Regions from separate parts of the Callithrix jacchus genome. Here region 2 is linked to region 1. A link is a contact called in public Hi-C data. All regions are on one chromosome and are shown on one strand. Each heading gives the region's core, a stretch centred on a gene start, on an enhancer-like site or on the middle of the called end of the contact. The rest is flanking DNA. Distances are from core to core; before and after follow the strand shown.

The links. Hi-C and Micro-C count contacts between places; a contact is called where the count stands out from the background.
Region 2: a Hi-C map of skeletal muscle shows a contact between it and region 1, with 4 times the contacts expected there. The contact joins the promoter of TRIM4 here to the promoter of ZSCAN21 in region 1. A contact is called at or near these places in 2 of 3 Hi-C or Micro-C datasets (both in skeletal muscle).

What each region holds. Positions count from the first base shown.
Region 1 is chr2:13,541,249-13,547,687 of calJac240_pri, forward strand. ZSCAN21 (zinc finger and SCAN domain containing 21) reads right to left here and starts at 5,030. Exons shown (of 5, transcript XM_035281694.3): 1 at 4,961-5,030; 2 at 3,807-3,925.
Region 2 is chr2:13,676,461-13,682,208 of calJac240_pri, forward strand. TRIM4 (tripartite motif containing 4) reads left to right here and starts at 1,352. Exons shown (of 6, transcript XM_008982830.4): 1 at 1,352-1,891. The coding sequence starts at 1,499.

The DNA of each region.
Region 1 (6,439 bases), core at 3,780-6,279:
GAATAATGGCACAGGACAGCCTTTGTATAATAAAGAATGGCAAAAATTCATGGTTAGCGATGTAGAAAATAAAATATTATTTGCAGTAAAATATTCCCTTTATTAATGTTATAGAAGGGGGGATACGACAAGGAAATAACAATTTGTATGACAGTATCAAATACTATTTTGATTTTAATATTTCCTGTTTTGGTTTATTTGCATCTCAGAAGAGCATAATGATATTGTTTGATGAAGCCTAATTGTGCTGGACTGTTTCGACCTGGTTTAACCCTTCCAATAGGCAGTTTTGGATGTTGGGGAGGAGAACTGAGTAATCTCTGCAGTGACACTACACTCTAGAATTTCCACTTTGGAGAATACTCAGTTCCAACTTGTGATTCCTGGGAGGACAAACTTTATTTTTCTAATCTACCAATGATCTAGAAGCAGAGGAATCCCAATGCCTTTTAAAACGTACGTGGTTTTCTTTTAAAAAGCTCCTGTTTTTGGAAAGTAGAATTTATGGGTACAACATCTGTTAATTATTTGCACATAAAATAAAACCATTTAAAAAGTAAAAAAAAGAAAAAAAAAAATGATAAAATCTTAAAAAAGATCGTAAGGGCCAGGCACAATGTCTCATGACTGTAATCCCAGCACTTTGGGAGGCTGAGCCAGGTAGATCACCTGAGATCAGGAGTTCAAGACCAGCCTGGTCATCATGGAGAAACCCTGTCTCTACTAAAAATTCAAAAATTAGCCAGGCCGAGAGAGAGAGAACGATCATAAGCAGTTTTTGTGACAAACAAATGGGCTTCAGTGCTAACATTTTGTAAAGATGATTCATAGTCATGAAATTAAGTTTTTTATTAGTCTTAAAAAAATTTTAAAAGAAACTAATGCTGGTTGGAGTGTTTAGTAGTAGAATTACAAACATCAGGAAGCAACCCAAAGCACGAAAAGGAATTTGTTTTTGTAAGGTATAGAAAAAAACGCATACAAAATTATTTCCTGAAATGTGTTCAAAAACACTATAACCGATAATTTGAATAAAGGATTCTTTGGTCAAGTAAGTCTGGATGTATCCAGTACAGCAATGGAGTGCCCAAATTCGGTACCACATAAAAATTGAGCCAGGGGAGGTGCAACGCCATCTCACCTCCTAAAACAAAGGCATGAGCACCAAAGGCTAAAATAAACAAGAAATAGCAGAGGTAGCTGCGTTGGAGAGCATTCTTGAGAATATTTAAAAAGGAGTGGCCAGGTGCAATGGCCCATGCCTATAATCCCAGCACGTTGGGAGGTCAAGGTAGGCGGATCACTTGAGGCCAGGAGTGAGACCAGCCTGGCCAACATGGTGAACTGGGGCCATGCCTAGTAGGTTGGTCATCATATAAACTCCAGAAACAGCCTCACTAAAGACGGGACTCTGTGGGGCAAAAATATCGGTTCCTTTGGGTTTCTGGCTCTTTAGGGCCACATGCTAAACCTAAGAAAATATGGTTACCACAAAATTACAAGTTACTGTCTCTACTGAAAATACAAAAATTAGTGGGCGTGGTGGTAGACACCTGTAATCCTGCCTTCTCAGGAGGCGGAGGCAGGGAATCACTTGAACCTGGGAGGTAGAGGTTGTAGTGAGCCAAGATCGTGCCACTACACTCCCAGCCTGGGCGACAATGAGACTCCATCACAAAAAAAAAAAAAAAGAGACCTCCTCAGTGGTGGATTAACTTTACATAACTGTTACAAAATTTCATACTCTATCCAGAGGAGGGCACCCCAAGACCAGGAAAGAAACTGGTTTGGGCTGCTCAGAGTCTGGTTTGGCCTGGGAAACATGGCAAGTCACCAGGGAGTCATGTAGTAACATAACATTCATGTAGGATATACTCTGAGAACTTGGGTGAATCCAGATTCACAGATGCCAACGGATCACACAATTGCCTCTGCAAATTACAGAAAAAAAATTTCCTTGGATGTTGCTGCTGGTCCGTTGGCTGGGCAAGCTCACTAGCTAAGCAGTTTATTCTAGGCATATCAGTTTTGGGGGTTTTTTTTTTTGAGACGGAATGTCGCTGTCACCCAGGCTGGAGTATAGTGGCGTGGTCCTGGCTCACTGCAACCTCTGCCTCCCAGGTTCAAGTGATTCTCCTGCCTCAGCCTCCCAAGTTGTTGGGATTATAGGCGCATGCCATCATGCCCAGCTAATCTTTGTATTTTTAGTAGAGCTGGGGTTTCACCATATTGGCCAGGCTGGTCTCAAACTCCTGACCTCAATCGATCTGGCCACCTCAGCCTCCCAGAGTGCTGGGATTACAGGTGTGAGCCACCGCGCACAGCAGCACATTAGTTTTGCAGTGCGCACAATTCAAATGCACAATGCAGAAAGACTACAAGTGAGTAGCAGCCTGGGTGCCCTTCCTCCTTCCTGCACTCACTCTTGTTGACGATTTCACCAGCTGCATGGCTTTAATTACCATCTATATACTCACAACTGCACCTTCAGCTTAGACCTCCCTTCTGAACTCCAGACTCATGCGACTAATTACCCACTTGCCATCACCATCTGGATTTCCAGTAAGACATCTCAAGTTTAACACGTCCAGAAGACGTTCCCACCTTTCCCTCAAAAGCTGCTCAACTCAATTAATGGCAACTCTCATTGTTTTTTTTACACAGACCAAAAAACCTGGAGTCATCCCTTCACTCCTCTTTCACATTGTTTTTTTTAATTTAAAACTTTTATTTTTTAGAGACAGTGTCTTAGTCTGTTTCCTAGGCTGGAGTGCAGTGGCACAATCACAGCTCACTGAAGCCTGCAACACCTGGTCTCAAGCCATCTTCCTGCTTTGATCTCACAAAGTTCTGGGGTTACGGGCATGAACCACTTTACCAGGTCTTTTCAATTTTTTTTTAACCACTTCACCAGGTCTTTATCTTACTTATTTATTTGAAGGCAGAGTATCACTGTTTCCCAGGCTGGAGTGCAGTGGTGCAATCTCGGCTCACAGCAACCTCCACCTCCCAGGTTTAAGCAATTCTCCTGCCTCAGCCTCCTCCGTACCTGGGATTACAGGCACCTACCACCTCGCCTGGCTAGTTTTTGTATTTTTAGTAGAGATGGGGGTTTCACCATGTTGGTCAGGCTGGTCTTGAATTCCTGATCTCGTGATCTGCCTGCCTCGGCCTCCCAAAGTGCTGGGATTACAGGCGTGAGCCACTGTGCCTAGCCTTTTTTTATTTTTTAAATTATAGAGACAGGGTCTCACTTTGTTGCCCAGGCTGGAGTGCAGTGGCACCATGACAGTTCACCGTAGCCTTGTACTCCTGGCCTCCAGTGATCCTCTCACCTCAGCCTCTGAAGTAGCTAAGACTACAGGTGTGCATCGCCACAGTTGACTTTTTTTTTTTTTTTTTGTAGAAACAAAGTCTTGCTTTGTTGCCCAGGAGTTTCAGGCTGTATTGAGTTGTGACTGTACCACTGTGCTCCAGCCTGGGTGACAAAGCAAAACTCTGTCTTTTAAAAACAAAGAAGCATGTGGCTAGAAATCAGAGGCTTCATTACTAACTCAAACTGTCTTCCACCACAGTGACTTTTTTCTAAGCTATCTAGACTGTTTAGCTCAAGAGGCCCATCAAGCAAAAGTTCATGGTCTACCATAAACAGAAGGCCGTTGTTCTGTGTCCATTTTCCCTCCTCCTTTATGACAATTTCCCAAAACTTATATGCCCTTATGAGGGTGTCTCAAGTCCGCTCTGTAACAAGATGAGGCACAAAAAAATCAAATTATCATAGATTCTAAAAGTAGAACAGCACTTACCGACTTGTGCTAAAATGCTTCAGTCTGTACCTGCAAATCCCTAGGCAGGCAAATTAGATAATTCTTGAGGCACAGAATCCACTGTTGGATGGTTCTAATTGTTGTAAGTTCTTCTTTAACTAGAATCAAATTCCTCATCACTTCAAAAATCCTAGGTTGAGCCCAGACCAATACTCACTTTCTCCATAGCAGCCTTCCAATACTTGAAAACCAACTGTCTTGCCTCTTAACTCTTCCTCTCCACAGCTCAACTGTTCCTTAGATTACGTGGGTTTCCAAGTATCTCACCCACCAAATCAACTTTCCTTTCTTTTTTTTTTTTTTTTTGAGACCAAGTGTCGCTCTGTCATCCAGGCTGGTGTGCAGCGGCGCGATCTCGGCTTACTGAAACCTCCGCCTGCTGGGTTCAAGCGATTCTCCTGCCTCAGCCTCCCGAGTAGCTGGGATCACAGGCGCACGCCACCATGCCCGGGTGATTTTTATATTTTTAGTGGGGATGGGGTTTGGCCCGACTGCTCTCGAACTCCTGTCCTCAAGTGATCCGCCCGCCTCGGCCTCCCAAAGTGCTAGGATTACAGGCGTGAGCCACCGAACTCGGCCCAAACCAACTTTCTCTTGACACTCTTATTTATACATGGTTCTTTAAAAATGTTTTTCTAAACTAAGCAGATCCCTATGTGTGTGGGTTCTAGCTCGAACAAAGCCCGAGGGGACTATTTCTTCCTTTGGATTGGATTCTACCCAAGACTTCTAATGAGGATCGGCTTCCCACAGGTTTCCAACCCCCTTGGTTCGTTCGGACCTCCAGTTCAGAGAAAGGAAAAAAAGCGGACACGGTCAGACTGATAGACGGCTTGGCTTGGGGACTGCACAAAAAAACTATTCTGGAACGCGAAAGAACTTCCAGAAATCTGTTCGTCCAGTTTTCACTTGTTAAAGCCCCGGGTGGAAGAAAAGGCTTTTTCCAGAGAGCCAGCGCCTCCACCAGCTGGGGCTGGGCGGGGACAGAGAGCTCCTCCCCACAGCCCAGCTAGGACCAGTCTAGGTGGGGTCCTCAGAAGCCACAGCTGCTAAACCCACTCCTCCCTCCCCAAACTATTCACCCAAGGCGCCCTTTCCCGTCCGCCTCGCTAACCCGGGCCAAGCAGGCTCACCGTTAGTCAGAGCCGCTCCGGGTACCAGGAGACCGCACAGCGAACCTCGGGGCCGCGCAGCCGGAAGTGCGTCATAGCACCGCCCCCTCGGCAAAGTGTTGCGGTGCCGTAGCGGCCCCTCTAGAAAGTCGGGAGGTCTTCTCTGTGTTTCTGGCCCTTGAGACATCAGGGAGGTGCTGAATCGACCCTAAAAGAATAGCTAGGGACTCTTTCTGTTTTTACCAAAGACGGTCAGACCAGATGAAGGCTTCGGAGGTTATCCCACCCCACCCCGACGCCTTGGGGCAAGAAGAGCATGGGCTAGGGTGCCCACCTCAATCCTTCTCGCGGACTTCGTGGCCCAAGGTCACTGGGTACCCTCAGGTCCAGCACCTCGGGCCAGGTTTATGAACATGGAACCCCGTGCTTGGTCCGTGAAGCCAGAGATGGAGTTCGTACTTTGTCGATGAAAATAGTCAAACTAAAATATTTGAAGACATTTATTTTGAACCAAATATGAGTGACGAATGGAGTGAGGCAGTCTCAAGAGGTCCTAAGAACATGTGCCTATGATGGTAGGGCTACAGCTTGGGTTTATACAATTTAGGGAAACATAAGACACCAATCACTATGCATATTGGTTCTGTGGGAAAGGCAGGACAATTGGAATGTTGGGGATGTTCCAAGTCGCAGGTGGAGGCAAGGATTTTCTAATTGGCAGTTGGCTGAAAGTTATTGTCTCAAGGATTTTCTAACTGGCAATTGGCTGAAAGTATTTGTCTAAAGCCCTATAATCAATAGAAAGGAATGTCTGGGTTAACTAAGGCAGAGGTCCCCAAACCCTGGGGCACAGACAGGTACTAGTTCATGGCCTGTTAGGAACTGGGCCACAATGCAGGAGCGAAGCTTCATCTGTATCTACAGCCACTCCCCATCGTTCTTATTGCTGCCTGAGCTCTGCCTCCTTCCAGATCAGCCTTAGCATTAGATTCTCATATGAGCACAAACCCTATTGTGAACTGCACTTGTGAGGGATCTAGGTTGTGCATTCCTTATGAGAATCTAATACCTGATGATCTGTCGCTGTCTCCCACAACCCCCCAATGGGACCCTCTAATTACAGGAAAAAAAGCTCTGGGCTCTAATTCTACATTAGGATGTGTTGTATAATTATTTCACTATATATTACAGTGTAATAATAGAAATAAAGTGCACAATAAGTGTAATGTGCTTGAATCATCCTGAAACCATGAAACCACCCATCCCCCTCCTGCCATCTGTGGAAAAAATTGTCTTCCACAAAACTAGTTCCTGGTGCCAAGTTGGGGACCGCTGAACTAAGGGGTTGTGGAGGCCAGGGTTCCCATTATGCAGATGGAGCCTCCTGGCAGCAGGTTTTAGAGAGAACAGGCTGCAACTATTTCTTACCAGACTTTAAAAAGTGCCAGGGGCCCAGCTGATTCTCTCCTGGATCAGGAAAAAGGCCTGAAAGGGAAAGGG
Region 2 (5,748 bases), core at 102-2,601, 130 kb after region 1:
CTGCCTCATTCATGAATTGTTCTTGGTGCAAATAACTTCTGTTAAATTTGTTGGTCCAGAGTTTTTAACAATTCTCATTCACAACAAAAGGGAGAAAGTGGGAAGAATAAAAAGGAAAGCACCTCAGAAACACAAGATCAAAAATCCACTTAAGGGATATAGATAATTCCCTGAAACAGGCAAGCATATTACTTGTTGAAAGCCTCCATGGAAGTTTCTTGAGATAGCAAAATGGTTGCATCTCTGAATCCAAATCATCCCCATTTAAACAACTTGACTTCTTTGTCACCCACTCTCTTGGTCCTTTCAAGTCTTTTACAGTTGCCACAAGAGCTACAGCTTCAGCTAGCTCCACTGTCCAAGTATTGCTTTCACACCATGGTCTTTATCTCCTCAGGCAGAATTGTCAGGAACTACGAGCAAGGGCAGCTACAGATCTGCTACTTCCTACTGTCTTAGATGACAGCCACCCACAGCAAATCACCCAAAGTTGTCTTAGGGCTTCCTGAAGCTCCCAGACCTCCTGAGGGTTGAACCACCTAAAATACTTCTGGGAAATCTCATACCTGGGGAAGACCATCTAACCCCAAACTCTCTTTTCCTAATTTAACTATTAGAACGTCTACTGCACTGTATGTCTCAAGCTCTGAGAACAGGCTTCCTCTACCAAGCGTCTGTTTTCCATGCTTGGGAAGACAGGGAAATCAAGCACCCCAGCAGCTTGTGGGCTAAACACTGCCTTTCCTGCTCACCTCCCCAAAAGTTGGCTCTCAAGTTACCCTTGACTCCTCAAACACCAGGGGGAGTCAGTGGGCCTTCATAGGAAGTCCTGTCTTTCTAGGAACTCAACTAGACCTTGGGATCTAGGGCAAGAATGGGTTCCTCTCCCTGGAGAATGCGGCTGAATCAAAAGGGAAGACTTCAGGGGGAGCCATCCTAAAGCACACAGCACCACGTTAGCCAAACTCCAGGCCTAGCAACACAGATCCTTCAAGTCTTCCTGGCTTTCCAGGCCCCTAGGCTGCAGCTCGCCCAGAACTCCTGAGACTGTAGAACTTAAATCAGACCTGAACCCTCAAACTTGGAAAGAATAGACAAGATGAGAAGCACCTCCTCCATTGATTCCACCAGGGGCTGTAGGTCGTCTAGCTCTAATACTTTATCCAACCCCCTCTAGACTTCCACAGGGATTTCTGCGTCTCTATAGGCGTTTGGAGGAGCTGCCCACCGTCCCGTCCTGCCCCGCGCCCAGGCTTGGGCCAACCCCCGTGCGCTCCCCTCCCGGATACTCAGCAGCTTCCGGTCTTGCGCGCTTAGGCTTGGCAATGCCCGCGCGTTCGTATTGGGTCTTGAACCCGGAAGAGACGCCGCGGCGTCTCTTTCTACGTGAGGCTCCTGCTGCGGTTCGGAAGTCGTCTGGCTTCCCAGCGATATCTAGCAGCTTATTGGCTTCTCCCGCGCCTCACGTCGGACCCTGGCTCCGGGGCAGGGAAGCAGAATGGAAGTTAAGGACCTCCAGGAGGAGTTGACCTGCTCCATCTGCCTGGACTACTTCCGGGACCCGGTGTCCATCGAGTGCGGCCACAATTTCTGCCGCAGCTGCTTGCACCGCAGCCGGGTGCCGGGCAGCGGCCCGTTCCCCTGCCCCGAATGCCGGCACCCATCGGCGCCCACCGCGCTGCGACCCAACTGGGCCCTGGCCAGGCTGACGGAGAAGACGCAGCGCCGGCGCCAGGGCCCGGTGCCCCCAGGCCTTTGTGGCCGCCACTGGGAACCGCTGCGGCTCTTCTGCGAGGACGATCAGCGGCCCGTATGCTTGGTGTGCAGGGAGTCCCAGGAGCACCAGACCCACGCCATGGCACCCATCGACGAAGCCGTCGAGAGCTACCGGGTGAGCTGGCCGTAGCGGTGACCATTACGGTATTGCCTGATAAAGTTTAAATTCTTCTAAAAGAGCTACGAAGTGGCCGTCATTCCTGTTGGAAGGAAGCATGAAAGCCCCTGAAGCTCAAAGAAGTTAAGCAACACGCAAATTTCAGAGTTGGGTTAAACCAGCTCTGAATTCTCATTGTGTAGAATTTTCAAGGAATTGGCCCTTGGGGAGCGCCCAATAAAGAAAAATATACTGAGAGGGTGTGTGCCGCTGCTGTCCAATAGAAACAGTACAGAACACGTATGTAATTTAAAATGTAGAAACATAAGGAAATGAGGTGATGCTAATTTTAGTAATATATTTTATTTAATCATTACCCCAAATATTCAAAATTGAGATGAAAATTATCAATGAGTTTTTTTTTTCTTTGAGACGGAGGCTCACTTTGTTGCCCGTGCTGGAGCGCAGTGGCGCTGTCTTGGCTCACTGCAACCTCCACTTCCAGGGTTCAAGCAATTCTCCTGCCTCAGCCTCCCAAGTAGCTGGCATTACAGGCACACGCCACCAGGCCCGGCTAATTTTTGTATTTTTAATAGAGACGGGGTTTCACCATGTTGGCCAGGATGGTCTCGAACTCCTGACCTCAAGTGATCCATCCCCCTTGGCCTCCCATAGTGCTGGGATTACAGGCGTGACCACTGCGCCCGGCCTCAGTGAATATTTTATACTCCTTTTTCATAATAGGTCTGAAATCAGTGTGTATTTTACCTTTACAACACTTAGCAGTTTGGAATATCTACATTTCAGGTGTTTGTGTGGCTAAATGGATGCTGTATTGGACAGTGCCTGTCTATATCTGTAGATGTAATAGACAACTGATGGCTTGGAAAAAGCCTGGCTTCTAATGATGAGGGTGGGCTTTGTTACTAGCTTCCTTCATCAGTTGGGAAAATCACTTAACATTTGAATTTGGGGATTATCTGTCCTATCTATCTCATGGGTTAAGAAGCTTGAATTGCATAAGTCAGTTTACCTTACTCTGCTTCAGCCACACTGGCTTTCTTGCTTTTGTTTCAAGTCTGTTCTTTCTTTACCCACATCTTCTATCCTTTAGATGCTTTTAACTGTTTAGCTTGAAGACCTTCCCTGATCATCCTTTACAGAGTAGCCCCACCCCCTTCCATTCCTGATGCTGTAACTCCAGGGGTCGCCAGCAAAACTGATCTGCAGTAAGTACATAAACACACAAATGTATTTATTTATTTCATTTATTTATTTTTGAGATGGCGTCTCACACTGTCGCCCAGGCTGGAGTGCAGTGGCACAATCTCAACTCACTGAAACCTCTGCCTCCCGATTTTAAGTGATTCCCCTGCCTCAGCCTCCCAAGTAGCTGAGATTACAGGCACGTGTCACCACGCCCGGCTAATTTTTTTTTAGTAGAGACGGGGGTTTCACCATGTTGGCCAGGCTGGTCTTGAACTCCTGACCTCAGGTGATCCACCCATCTTTACCTCCTGAAGTGCTGGGATTACAGGTGTGAGCCACCTTGCCTGGCCAAACAAATTTAATGACATAGTGAAAATGTTTGGAAACTGTAAAATACTGTACAGTTCTACCAGCTATGAACAGGAAACAGACACAAAGCTGAACTAGAAAGTGTATGTTCATTCATTCACTCAGTAACCTTTATTGATGCTTACTGTATGCCAAACATCGTTTTAGAATCTGGACTTCAGTGGATGAGAAGGACATGGGCCTTGTCTTGTAAGGAACTTAAGCGTGTAGAACATTAATTTCAGTGCATGTGAGAGTTGTTGAAGTATTTGCCAAGTGTGCAGAAGGTCTGAGGTCAGAGTGATCACTGAGGAGTGAGGAAAGGCTCCATTGAGGAGTTAAACGTGTTAGCTCTTGAAGGGTGCGCAGAGGTAGGGGAGAGGGTATTTCAGGCCAGAGGAATAGCATATTCCAAATGTGGTGGAGTGGAATAGCATGTGGTGTGTGAGAGGCCTGGAGGTTGCTCAGTACTTCTGCAGCATGGAGCATGGGAGGGGGGATGGTGAGCCATGAGCTTGAAGAAAAAGTCAGGGCTTTATCATGAAGGATCTTGTTTGCCATACTAAAAAGATGGACTTCTCTTTCAGGCAATGAGGAGTTATAGGATTTTAAGGCAGGGAATGACATAAATGTTTTAGAAGGGTAATTTGGACATCCACATGGATGAATGGAAGAGAAGACCAGTTAGGCTGCTGTGGTACCATTTTAACCAGGAGGTAATAAGGCCCTGAATTAGTTCAGGGCAGGGAGAAGGAGAGATGGAGTGATTATGAGCTGGAGTTGAGTGACTTGGTGACCAGTTAGACTTGGTGGGTGAGAGAGAGAGAGAGAGAGAGAGAGAGTGTTTTGGATGGTAGTCCAGATTTCTGCTTCACATGGCTGGTAGATGACTGTCATGTTAACCGAGGTAAGGTACACAGGAGGAAGTATAGTCTTAGGACAGAAGATCCCTTACTCACTGTGGGATATATTGAGTGTGATGTAACTGACAGGAAGTCCAAGGAAGAGGGACAGGAGGTGAGGTGCCTTGGAGGCTAGAAATAGCACTTTAGAATCCTCAGCCTATTCTTAAAGTCATGGAAGAAGTAAGAAGATGAGATTCTCCTAGGGGGACCACATAGAGGGTAAAAAAAAAAAAAAGCACAAAGAGAAGCTTGGGAAATGTCAATGGTTAGTAGCCAGCAAAAGATATGGAGAGGATCCATCAGAAAAATGGAAAGGAAAATACACTTGTGGGTGGGGGCCGAGGAAAATATAAGTGGATGGGTATGAAAGGGGAACGGAGCCCTTACATCTTCCATCTTCAGCAGTAATAGCTATCAGTGGTGCATTACTTCTTATGTACCACTCAACAAGTCTAAGCATTTTTCATATTGTAATTTTTTAATCCTCATAGACATCCTGTTAAGTGGATTCTGTTATTCCCTTTTTGAAGATGAGGCAACTGTAGCACAGAGATGTGAGGTTATGTGCCACTAAGGTCACAGAGCTAGAAAGTGGCTAAGCTTGAACTGATGTCCTCTAACCCCTAAAGAAGAGGTGGGATTTCAGGATTAAACACAGTGGCCCAACAGGACAGGAACCAGTGGGTAAGGGTTACGCTGGGATGAACTGAATGTCCCAGGGTTGACTGAGTAGGTGTTCAGGATGCAGCTCACTGAGCAGAATTTTCTGATACCCACCCGTCTCTCCATCCTCCTCTGCTTAGTCATTGACCCATTCAACCACTTTTTTATTCCATCCCCACCCCAAGGTAGTTCGAAAAACATACACTGCTCCTGTATCCAAGCATCCCATTCTCATCATATACTCAGATGGATGGACTGTGTCCTTAAAAGTTAGACAGCTTCATAAATCTCCAGATGCAAATTGTTTGCATGGAAAAGACTTCCAAGCACAGCTCTTTTTTCCTTTATGCCTGACTCTAGGGGCTAATCCCTCCATTCTGTTAATTCATTCAAGATATTTATTGAGCACTGGTTTTGTGTCAGATGCTGTGGTGCGGGACCAGATGCAGTGCTGGGAATCCAGTGGTGAACAAGGCAGGTAAAGGCTTTCCATGGAGCTCCCAGTCCAGTTGGGCTGAGTGGAGGTAGACAGTAGACTGACAAATTAATGAAATCATTACAGACGGTGATGGCATACTGAGAAAGAAAAAGCAAGTTCTATCCCACGCCTGTAATCCCAGCACTTTAGGAGGCTGAGGCACAAGGATCACTTGAGGTCAGGAGTTCAAGACCAGACTGGCCAACATGTCGAAACCCTGTCTTTACTAAAAATACAAAGATTAGCTGGCCGATGGGCCTTGTAATCCCAGC